Regions from separate parts of the Gossypium hirsutum genome. Here region 2 is linked to region 1. Evidence: chromatin contacts called from public Hi-C data. All regions are on one chromosome and are shown on one strand. The core of a region is the stretch at or near the end of the contact, and the rest is flanking DNA. Distances in the headings are between cores, read along the strand shown.

Evidence for each region. A called contact is a pair of places that touch in the nucleus more often than the background predicts.
Region 2: a contact with region 1 is called in a Hi-C map of leaf, with 2.3 times the contacts expected there. The contact joins the promoter of LOC107917987 here to the promoter of LOC107917980 in region 1. A contact is called at or near these places in 2 of 34 Hi-C or Micro-C datasets (both in leaf).

The regions. Positions count from the first base shown.
Region 1 is chrA01:20,855,125-20,860,855 of Gossypium_hirsutum_v2.1, forward strand. It overlaps LOC107917980 (prolyl endopeptidase), which reads right to left and starts at 2,297. Exons shown (of 12, transcript XM_016847444.2): 1 at 1,835-2,297; 2 at 1,527-1,746; 3 at 1,228-1,428; 4 at 1,060-1,130; 5 at 799-961; 6 at 1-517. The coding sequence starts at 2,094. It overlaps LOC107918106 (prolyl endopeptidase), which reads right to left. Exons shown (of 12, transcript XM_016847619.2): 6 at 5,161-5,731; 7 at 4,683-5,063; 8 at 4,532-4,607; 9 at 4,395-4,458; 10 at 4,157-4,292; 11 at 3,931-4,044; 12 at 3,529-3,842. The coding sequence ends at 3,777.
Region 2 is chrA01:21,374,509-21,379,871 of Gossypium_hirsutum_v2.1, forward strand. It overlaps LOC107917987 (ribonuclease P protein subunit p25-like protein), which reads left to right and starts at 1,971. Exons shown (of 9, transcript XM_016847453.2): 1 at 1,971-2,242; 2 at 2,328-2,450; 3 at 2,595-2,675; 4 at 2,773-2,861; 5 at 2,964-3,038; 6 at 3,328-3,389; 7 at 3,478-3,537; 8 at 3,682-3,870; 9 at 4,149-4,685. The coding sequence starts at 2,328. The coding sequence ends at 4,225.

The sequences.
Region 1 (5,731 bases), core at 1,047-3,546:
TGCCTAGATTGCACTGATATACAATACCTGGAGTAAGAAAGCTGGTAAAACCAATAAAAGCCACACTGTCTTCCCTTCTTGCTGAAATCCCATAAACAGACCCAATGTCAATTGGCAACTGATGCAGCAGTGATCCTGTTTTCAAATTCCTTACTTGCAGCACATACTTCACATCACTCAGGTAACTGACGATCAATTTATTAACATTTACAGCATATACTGATTCAAGCACATCCTTTTCAGCTTCTGGGATGACATCAATCCAGTTACTTGGTTCCTTCAGATCTACTCGGACTACTTTATATTTAGGGGCATCTTTATTCGTAAGGAAAGTAAAAACTGTATCATCATTTGCAATAGCTTCATATTGAGCATCAAATGTATCAATCAACTTGACAAATGGGAGAAGACCATCCTTATTCCTGAAACCTTCAAGACCTTCAGGAAGTGAGGATATGTCGCAGTAGTATAGTTTATTGACAGGGTCACAACTCTCCCCAATGGTTAGGACAAGATACTGCACAACAAAATTTAAAAGGAAAAATAGAATGAGAAAATATTAAATTTGCTTTCTCCTGGCATTTTATCTCCAGACTCTCTTTCAGTTAGAACAGTGCACTAGTAGTTCTATTAGCAGCATTATGATTTAACTCTTTGGAAACATGAAAATATAGTGAAATTAAGTTAAAAGAAGTTGCTTGATACTACAACTTGAATACAAGGAAAAAAGATGTGAAAACTAGATTGCCTTCCAAGTTGTTCATACATTTCTAGTTGCCAAACATGACATCCATTTACCTTTCCATCATCTGTGATACCACCTGCCACAAAGTGCTTAGGATTTTCAGGATCTCTCCAGCATAAAATATCTTCAGATTGATCTGTACCGAGAAAATGATAGTATAGCTGTTGATTAAGGTTAGAATCGGTCTCTGTCCCAGCGTCAACATTTTCTCCCTCTCTACATAATAAACATACCATAACCTTATTTTCTATTTTCAGAATTAAAAAAAAAAAAAGGTCCGTCTCTACTCCAATCAGAACATCATTTTTACTTACTTAGGTGCTGGATAACGACTATAGAAGAACCCTTGGCTATCATGGGTCCAACTTATACCTGAAAACTTTACCTGTGAACAGAATTGAATTGCAAGGTTAGCAGGATAATCAATCAACAGACTCTTGAAACAAAATTGAACACTCAAAGACTCAAATCAATCAGCTCACCCATGATAAAGTATCAGGCTCAGCTGATTTATCCTCAACTCGCATCACTTTAATCGTCACCCAATCACTGCCACTGGAACTAAGCCCATATGCCAAATACTTAGCATCCTCACTTACAGACAAGGAGCTCAAAGACACGGTTCCATCCTCACTAAGCGAATTGGGGTCAAGCAATACTTGAGCTTCTCCTTCCAAACTATCCTGGAAAAAGAAAAACTCAACATCAGATCAGCTCTTGAATCCCTTTTTATGTACGAAAAAAATAAAATCCATTTGAATAGAATTCTTGGATTACGAACCTGGACATAAAGGACATTTTGTGCTTGAAGTCCAGTGTTATGGAAATAGAAATACTTATTGCCTCGCTTGAATGGGACCTCATAACGTGGGTGATCAAAAAGCTTGGTGATTTTCTCGCGAAGCTTATCTTTTGCTTCGCACTGCTGAAGCACCGATTCGGTTAATTTTACCTGTTTCTGAACAAAATCCTTTACTTCCTCAGCATCGGGATCTTCAAGCCTAGGAAGCGAAATGATTGAATAATATCTTCAAAATAATCGATATAAAATTTGAATAAAATGATGGAAATTTTAATGAAATAGGATACCATCGATAAGGGTCAGCAATCTTAACGCCATGGTAATCGTCAACGACAGAGTCGTCTCTGCGAGAAATTGGATACTCTAAAGGCTCTTTCAACGCAGAAACTGAACCCATGAGACTAGCAGTCGAAACGAAAGGGTTGAGGCAACGGCGACTCTTCCGTGGAGCTGAGACTTTTACTATTAGATTGGGAGCGAGGTTTCCGAGACGGCGCGTAGTGTAAGGAAGATTAAAAAGGAGCGCGTGGCATGCGCGTGAAATCATCTATTAGAAATAGGGAAAAAGAAACGGCTTGACTAGGTTAAAGGTCGTCTGGGGCTGGCTAAACAGACTTTTCCAGTTTTCTTCGAATCTTTTATTTGCTTATCTGTACATTATTCCTTAAAAAAGAAAAAGACCCGCCTACGCTAGTAATTCAACTCTAATTCTGTCTTAATCTATTTCAAGTTCAATGTTTTCCAACGTATGAAAAACACAAGATTTTACTTTAACCAAAAATTATAAGTATTCCTTAGTGATGAGTGATTTCTTTTAAATTCATTTATGGTTAAAAACATATGAGTATTCATTTAGGTAGCTATATTTTTATAAAGAGATATGAGCGAAATTTTATTTATATGTGACACTTAAAAAGAAGATTTAAGTATACTTTGATTATATTTTTCCACCATTTTTTATATTCCTAGATTATTTTATAAAAAATTAATATAGAATTTTTTTATAAAAATTAATATTATTGCAGTCTATCAGTGTAAAATGTAGATAATCATTAGGTTTCTTTATATCATCGAGATTCATTTGTCAGTAATTTTATGAGATGTGCCTCACATTTAAGGAACAATTTGCAGGAACTTACAAAAGTTAGCCGGCGACGTCGTGACAACGCAAATAAGAACATTGTGACGTGTTTCCCACCAAAATTATCTTCTCCTAATTAAACTTTGCTATCTTTTATCAGTCGATCTATAATTACTTCAGGAATATTTTAGTATGAGTAGAACTCTAATATTTTATCAGTCGATCTATGATTACTTTAGGGACATATAGTACTCTTGGGTTTTTCTTCTGGGTGACAAGATGTAGTCGCAAATGAGTTTTGATGAGAGTTTTCATGGTAATTATAAAAAGAAGTTTATTCTTGAGTTAGAGCTTTGTTTTTGGAGTTTGAGTTTGTAAATTTAGTACATTTAGCAACATATTATACTCTCTTTTGTTTACTCGTTTAATGATAAGCCGAAGCCTCCTTTGTTCGTGATTTTAATCCTCTTCGGAAGAGTTTTTCACGTAAATATTTGTGTTTTCAATTCTCTCTTAAGTTTACTTTTATCTCCGCCACATCAATATTGATACATGCTTTGAAGCCTTCGTTACTTTTTGGTAAGTTTTCTTTTATCCCCCACATGCCCACACCAACATTCTATTCTTTGACGCCAGACTTGTGTGTCATTTAGTTATAGATAGGCATTTGGCAGTATCATGTTCCTTTAGAAGTGGGCAACGAATCTACAATCCCATGTCTTTTAAACTGGATTCTCAGGCAGTCCAAGAATCGCCTAAGTTTCTACCAAGTGGAAATCTAAAGTATTGATTTAATAGAATATATGCAGTTAATGTTCTCTATCTTAAGAAGGAAAAGCGAGAATATCTTGCTCAAAGAATATCAGATAAATTGTGTATAAAATTCGGCACATGATGACATACATAAACATTAGATCATCAATTAATTATGTATGTGCGTACTCAGTATAAGGAACACTTTATTGTTATCTTGATCCATGTTTCCTTTACAAGTAATAGTTTGTAAATATAGCCTGAGGTTAACGTTGTGAATTCTAACTATGAGTAAATTTTTAACTACATATATCACTGTAACATAGTTTCTTGTAGTTTCACGTCGGGAAAAAAGTTTGACCTATCTCTACGAAGATTTTCATATTTGGTATGAGTTACTCTATCCAAGATGCACCTAACACCTTAGCCATGAAGCTATACCTGTCAGCAGCTTCATCAATCTGCAGGAAAAAAACGCCATAAGGTGAAATATAGTCCAGGGAGTGGCTAAAAAGATGATAACTTTACAAGGTTAACGACTCTGATTACCAGTTTATGTGTTGGACGTCCACATCCATGACCGGCCTTACACTCAATACGTCCAACAATCGGATTAGTCTGGGGACTGTTCTCCAAGCTCGTACACAGAACATGTTGCATTGTCTGAAAAAGAACAAAGAAACCAAGTGCCCTTACAAGTGGTGGAATTTCCAGGCTTCCTATGCGGGTGGATCGAACAAGTAGAAACTAGTACGAGTATTCAGAAGGAACTTACTGCCAACATCTTCAATGAATGTAACGGAACGACACGATCATCGTGATCTGCAGTCAATAGCATAGTGGATGGATATTGCAACATTCTACCAGGAAGTTTCTCCCATGGTCTCCTTACATTATGTAATGGTGAGTACCTCATAAACATAAGGTAGAACCCAACAGCTAGTTCAATGTCCAAAACCTTGTCTCAAGTTAATTCATAATCAGATGCCAAAGTAATATAAATTTTGACTTACTTGATAAGCCAGTTGAAATCTTCTTCTTTGTCAGAACAGCCAAAATCACATGTCCAAGCATGGCCTAATTCAATCCAAAACTTTAATCAACATATAACAGTGATCATCTAATATAAAGAAGGTCAAAAGAAACTAACCTATGGTGAATTTGTGAAACCTCAACATGTCCATGACACCAACATGAGCCAACGCACAACCAAAAAGCTCAGGTCTCTGGAGAAAGGAAAATGACTTAATATTTTGAACAATTTACGGTCAAGGAAAACAATAAATGAAAGAGAAGTAAACCTGATTTATGCAAGCCCCAACTAGAAGCCCACCGTTGCTTCCCCCTTCAATACATAGCTTTTCGGGCATAGTATATCCAGAAGATATTAGATACTCAGCAGCAGAAATGAAGTCATCAAAGCAAGTTTGCTTCTTGGATAAGGCACCAGCTTTGTGCCATTCCTCACCGTATTCTCCACCACCGCGAATGTTTGCGATGCAGAAAAAAGCACCAAGGTGCCTGGCAAGCACTATACGACTAACACTAAATGATGGTGTGAGACTGACATTGAATCCACCATATCCATACAACAAACAAGGGTGTGATCCATCCAGATTTAGGTCCTTCCTCCCAATTATGAACATTGGGATCTTGGTGCCATCCTTACTTGGCACGAAAACCTAAAATGAATTGAAAGAAAGAAAGGTAACATACCAAATAAAGAACAACCATATAAAATAGAGGTAAGCAAAACTAGAATAGAGCAGGATTTATCACCTGATTGACTTTGAACTCCGACCGATCAAATCCAAGCACACTAATCTCACGGAATATCTTCATTTCTGGAAACTTAGTTCCTAAGTTACATTGATATATTATACCAGGAGTAAGAAAGCTAGTAAAACCAATGAAAACGATACTATCTTCACGGCGAGCAGAGATCCCGTAAACAGTTCCTATGTCAATAGGCAAATTATGCAGCATGGAACCTGTTTCCAAATCCCTGACTTGGATCACATACTTGACATCACTCAAATAACTCGTAATTATCTGATTGCCATTCACAACACATGCTGATTGAAGCACATCTTTTTCATTCTCTGGAATAACATCAATCCATTTACCCGGTTCCTTCAGATCGACTCGAACTAATTTATATTTCGGAGCATCTTTGTTTGTCATGAAAGTAAACCACGAATCATCATTAGCAACATTAATATATTGTGCGTCGAACTTATCTATCAACTTAACAAACGGGAGTGGGCCATTTCTTTCCCGGAAACCTTGGAGACCTCCAGGAAGTGTAGACATGTCACAGAGATAGAGTTTATTGACAGGGCCACATCCC
Region 2 (5,363 bases), core at 721-3,220, 520 kb after region 1:
AATATATAGTTTGAAATTAATTAATAATAACACATGATATGATATTAAAATTAGAAAAAATAGATTAAATTATGAGTAAAAAGAAATTTAAACAAAAAAAATATAATATTAAGAATACTAAAATAATACAATTATTTATCATGGTATTGTCATCAATATTGAGTTGGTGTTGAGTTAATTTGTGACACATCAATCAACAACATTATTAATACTAGAAATTTTATCACACGAGTATGTTTGTGAAAATAATGTATTTAGAACATAGAGGTGTATTTAAAAGTAACATACAATAAATAATAATAAAAAGTATGATTTTGAACTAATTAATGGAATCACATGAAAATGTACTATATTAAATTGAAAAATATTAGATTAAATTGTAGTAAAACTAAATTTAATCATAAAAATATATCAGATTAAGAATACTAAATAATTACAATTGCTTATTATTGTTTTGTCATTAATCCTGAGTTGGTGTCTAGTTAATTTGTAACACTAACCGAATCAACATTATTAATATAAAAATTCCATTACACGTGTATAAGTGTAGAAACCATAAATTTAGTACACAAATGTGTATTTATAAATAATATACAATAAATAATGAAACTAATGGTCTGAAACCTATCAATAATAACACATGAAATATGCACATTGTAATATTTAAAAAATTGATTAAATTATTTATCATTTTGTTGTGATCAATCTTGAGTCAGTGTCGAGTTAATTTGTAACACTAACTCAATCAACTGCATTATTAATATATACAATCGGTGGAGGTAATAAAATACGTATAATAAAATTAAAATGTACAAAAATATCAAGATGAAGCTTTAATTGAGTGGTAAATTAAAAATTTTACTAATGCAATTGATGTGGGTTTAAATCCCACTATTTGCATATTTTTATTGGTTTTTGTTAAAATGAAAAATTAAAATACCCTCAAACAATATGACTTATTTTACATACGGGATGATATTTTTGTAATTTACGTAATCAAATCAGTGAACGATTGACTTGTGACACCAACTCAGTAAGAGATTTGATTAATAGTATATATATACAATTGATGGAGGTAATAAAATGTGCATAACAAAATTAAAATGTATATATTGTTAAAATAAAATTTTGGTAAAGTGATAAATTTGAGGTTTTACTAACCTAATTGGCATGGCTTCAAATATCATTTTATGCATCTTTTTATTAATTTTTTAAATAAAAAATAAAATACCTTAAAATAATATAATTTACGACATCAAATTAATTTCACTTACTATGTTAGAACCTGATTGATTGATGGGTGATACCAACTCAATAAATGACCTTATAAATAGTATAGATATACAAATATATAACAAACATGTTTATTAAAGTCAAAAACACCTACTTAATCATATAATTTAATTTGCAAATAAAATGATTTTTTATTTTATAATTCCTTTTTAGAGTGGGCACCTACTTTTTATAAATAAAATAAGTATAGATGCAAATATAATATGATAAAAGAAAAAAAATTTATTCACATGGTGTACTTGGTCCAAATCTTATTATAGACAAATTTTTATTGATTTATAAAGATATAAAAAGTAAAAAATACCCACATAATCATATAACTTTTTAAATAGAATGTGTTGTTTTTATAATTCTTAATTGAATTGAGACTCGGTTGATTGGTGACACCCACTCAGTAAATGATTTTATAAATAGCATGAATATAGATATATAAAAATAAAGTGAACAAAACATAATAAAATAAAACTTTGATTGAACGATAAAATTAAGATTTTATTAATATAAATGACATAAATTCAAAATCTCATCGCATTACATTTTTTTATGAATAATGTAATATCTTAAATATGAATGAATATTTATATAATTTTATTAATAAAATTGATGTTGGATTTCACTCGTGTTTAAGTGTTTAAATGGTATTATATATTATGAATTAAATAAACAGTTAAAAATTTAAGATGAGTAGTAGTGTTTCTTCTTAAACAACGGCATGGCACTTGATAAAAAAGTCACGGTTTGATTCACGGGAAGGAGATAAATCGGGTGAACCGGGTAAAGGAGTCGGTTAGGGCAGTTTTAGAAGATATAAAAGTAAGAAGAAACATCTGGAGAGAGCGGCTTTAGGGCGTAAAAGAAAAGAAATATAAGCCGTAGAAGAGGGCTCTCTCTTGGTTGAGCTTATTCCCCCCATTATTTCCTTTACTACTCCTTTTCCAAATCCTTTCAGGTTGTATTTTTCAGATCTAATCCTATTTTTCCTTCGCTTTTGCTTCTCTTTCATCTTTTCTAATTTTTTTTTGGGCGGTGGATAGATGGATCGTTACCAGAGGGTGGAGAAGCCGAAAGCAGAGACACCCATTGACGAGAATGAGATTCGGATTACCAGTCAAGGAAGGATGCGTAGTTATATCACTTATGCTATGACTCTGCTCCAGGTTTTCTTTTTTCTTTTTGGTTTAATTTCTGGGTATTTAGAACTTTATTTCATTTGGGTGTTCGATGCTTTTGAGAAAACTTTCGATGCTTTTGAAAAAAGTCTAATATCTTCAAGTGTTCGTAAAACGATTTTTGTTTTATAGGAGAAGGGATCGAGTCAAGTAGTTTTTAAGGCAATGGGAAGGGCCATTAACAAGACTGTGACCATTGTGGAGTTAATTAAGGTAAATTAAATTACCTTTTTAATCTATGTGAAGGGTTTTATTCTTTTGATTCTTGTTTAAGGAGGCTGACAATGTCTTCCATGTACTTCTAATGCAGAGAAGAATCGTTGGTTTACATCAGATTACATCAATTGGATCCATGGATATAACAGATATGTGGGAGCCTCTGGAGGAAGGACTTCTTCCGTAAGAGCTATATTTAAAACCTTTTTGCAATAAAGGTTTAGAGTTTTCTATGAACTTAATCTGTTTCTTTAGGGAATTTAGTAATTTGTTTAATTATCACAGATTGGAGACCACCAGGCATGTGTCAATGATCACTATAACCCTTTCGAAAAAAGAATTGAATACGTCCTCTGTTGGGTAACTTCCTGCACTTGTTTTTCTTTACTGATACAAGTACATTGTTCCTCATTATACTTGTTTAGCTTTAATTTTTAAGTGAAGGTCAAATGGTTTCTTTTTGTTAATATGAAGCAAGTTGGACTTGGCTTTTTTACAACCGTGCTAGTTTATTTACATTTTTATGAATGTGGGAAACTGGAGAATTTTAGCAAATGGAAGGTTTAATGCTCTCATGATGGTGGCTTGATGGTTTAGTTGACTTTGAATTCTCAAAGTTGGTCAGTGACTCATGAATCACTTCATCCAGGTACCAGCCTCCATTACCAGCTGATCAGGTGAAAGCATCCACAGAAGTCGATCATGAAGGAGGTACTGGACACATTTCTTTCCTGCACTATTTCTTTGGGTTATGCTGAATGCCCATATTTCCTTTTATAGATTTCTTTTTGTTTAGCAGAGGGCTCACCTAATGACCGAGGTAGGGGCCGTGGTGGTAGAGGAAGGCCGAGGAGTAGAGGTATGCTGGTTTTGAGTGTTTGATATGCACCCTGTTAGATGTAATGTTTTGTTGTGTTTGGTTCAAGACTTACCATGGCTCTAAATTTTATTGAATGTAATGTAAGAAATATTGAGGCAGATATTTAATTGTATTCTTATTCAGGGAACGGTTTTGTCTCTGCTGAGTATGAGGACGGAAGCTGGGACCGCACTCGTGGCTATGCTAGGGGTAGAGGTCGAGGAAGAGGACGTGGGGTCCGGGGCCGTGGACGTGGAGGATACAATGGACCTCAGTTCGATAGGCTGCAAGATGAAGGCTACAATTATGAAGCCCCTCCCCAAGGTGGCCGTGGTGAGTTTTCCATGTTTTAGTTTCCATAAAGTGTTAGCATGTTTAATGGTTTTCCTCATGGACTGTGGTGTGCATATACATAATGACCCATTTTTTTGGTTCTATTTTTTCCCTTGACGTGTTGCAATTTGAACTATTTTAAACACGGTGAATAAAAAAATGCACTTGGAATACTAGTAAGATGATGTGGCACTAAAAGAAGTTAATGAGGAGATGCAAGCATAGACTTGTTGGCCTGAAGGGGACTTGCTTAATGGTTCTTGATTTGCTCTTTGAAGGTCGTGGTCGTGGCAGGGGATACCGTGGAAGGGGCCGTGGGTTTAGATCTAATGGGCCAATCCATGCAGCTGCATGAGGTGGTGTGTGGCATTCCTTGAATGATATGGAAATGACGGTGGTGGATGCTATGCTTATCTAGTTATATGTTTATGAATTTTTTCTCCTTTTCGTTTATCTTGTCTGTTCTTTATTTTATAGTCTTAGGGTGTTCTCATTTTTTTCTTCGTTGTTTATTACTAGCAGTTTTAACTTTAGGATGTTGAATTTTTTCTCCTTTTCGTTTATCTTGTCTGTTCTTTATTTTATAGTCTTAGGGTGTTCTCATTTTTTTCTTCGTTGTTTATTACTAGCAGTTTTAACTTTAGGATGTTTTCGTGTTGATGTTCATGGGTAGTCTTAGAATAGTTGCATTTAAGGTTTTCAATAGTGCAGCCGCCTCACACCATAGGGAGGCAGAATGTCTTTCTTTTTTGGTTTATTTTGTAGCCTTAGCTTTATATGTTTTGAACAATTGTAAAAGAAAATTTTTCCCTTTATATTTTGTTTTAGAGTTTGCTACTTACACTTCGCCTTCACTAAGCTTGGGTTAAAATAAAAGATTCCATTATTTGTTCAACCCAACTTATACACAAATCACTAGCCATTTGAAAGGTCAGTAGTGATACCTCCGCACTTTTGTTTCAGCTAAGTTGACTAATTTAAGCTTAATGCAGTAGCAACTGCTCGGTATCCAACCTTTGTTGAGGAGCAAAACACTGCACCTTATATTTTTGAGGAACAAGAAATTGAAACACAATAAAAACAAATAACCTAGCCAATAGCGGAAGTGATCACAAGCCTGATCAAAATTAAAAGAAATGAGAAGGCGGCTGTCATGTTCACGAGCAATTTGAAGACCAAAACAAGAGCTGCGATTGAGATACTTTAGCAGTCGTTTTACTGCCTTCTAGTGTGCTTGGCGGACAATACACGAATTGTGAAAGCAGGCAACGTCAGGTCACGTGAAAGCTAAATATTGAAGCTTGCCAACAATCTTTCAATAGTAAGATCCATCAGCAATGGGGTCGTCAGGAGGAACACTCCAAAGTAGTACAATCTTTCATACCACCTTTGGTATCATGTATACTGACATAATGCAAAAGATCAGCAATATATTTGTGTCGAGATAGGTAAAGACCCCTAGTATGTGGAATCACCTCAACATCCAAAAAAAA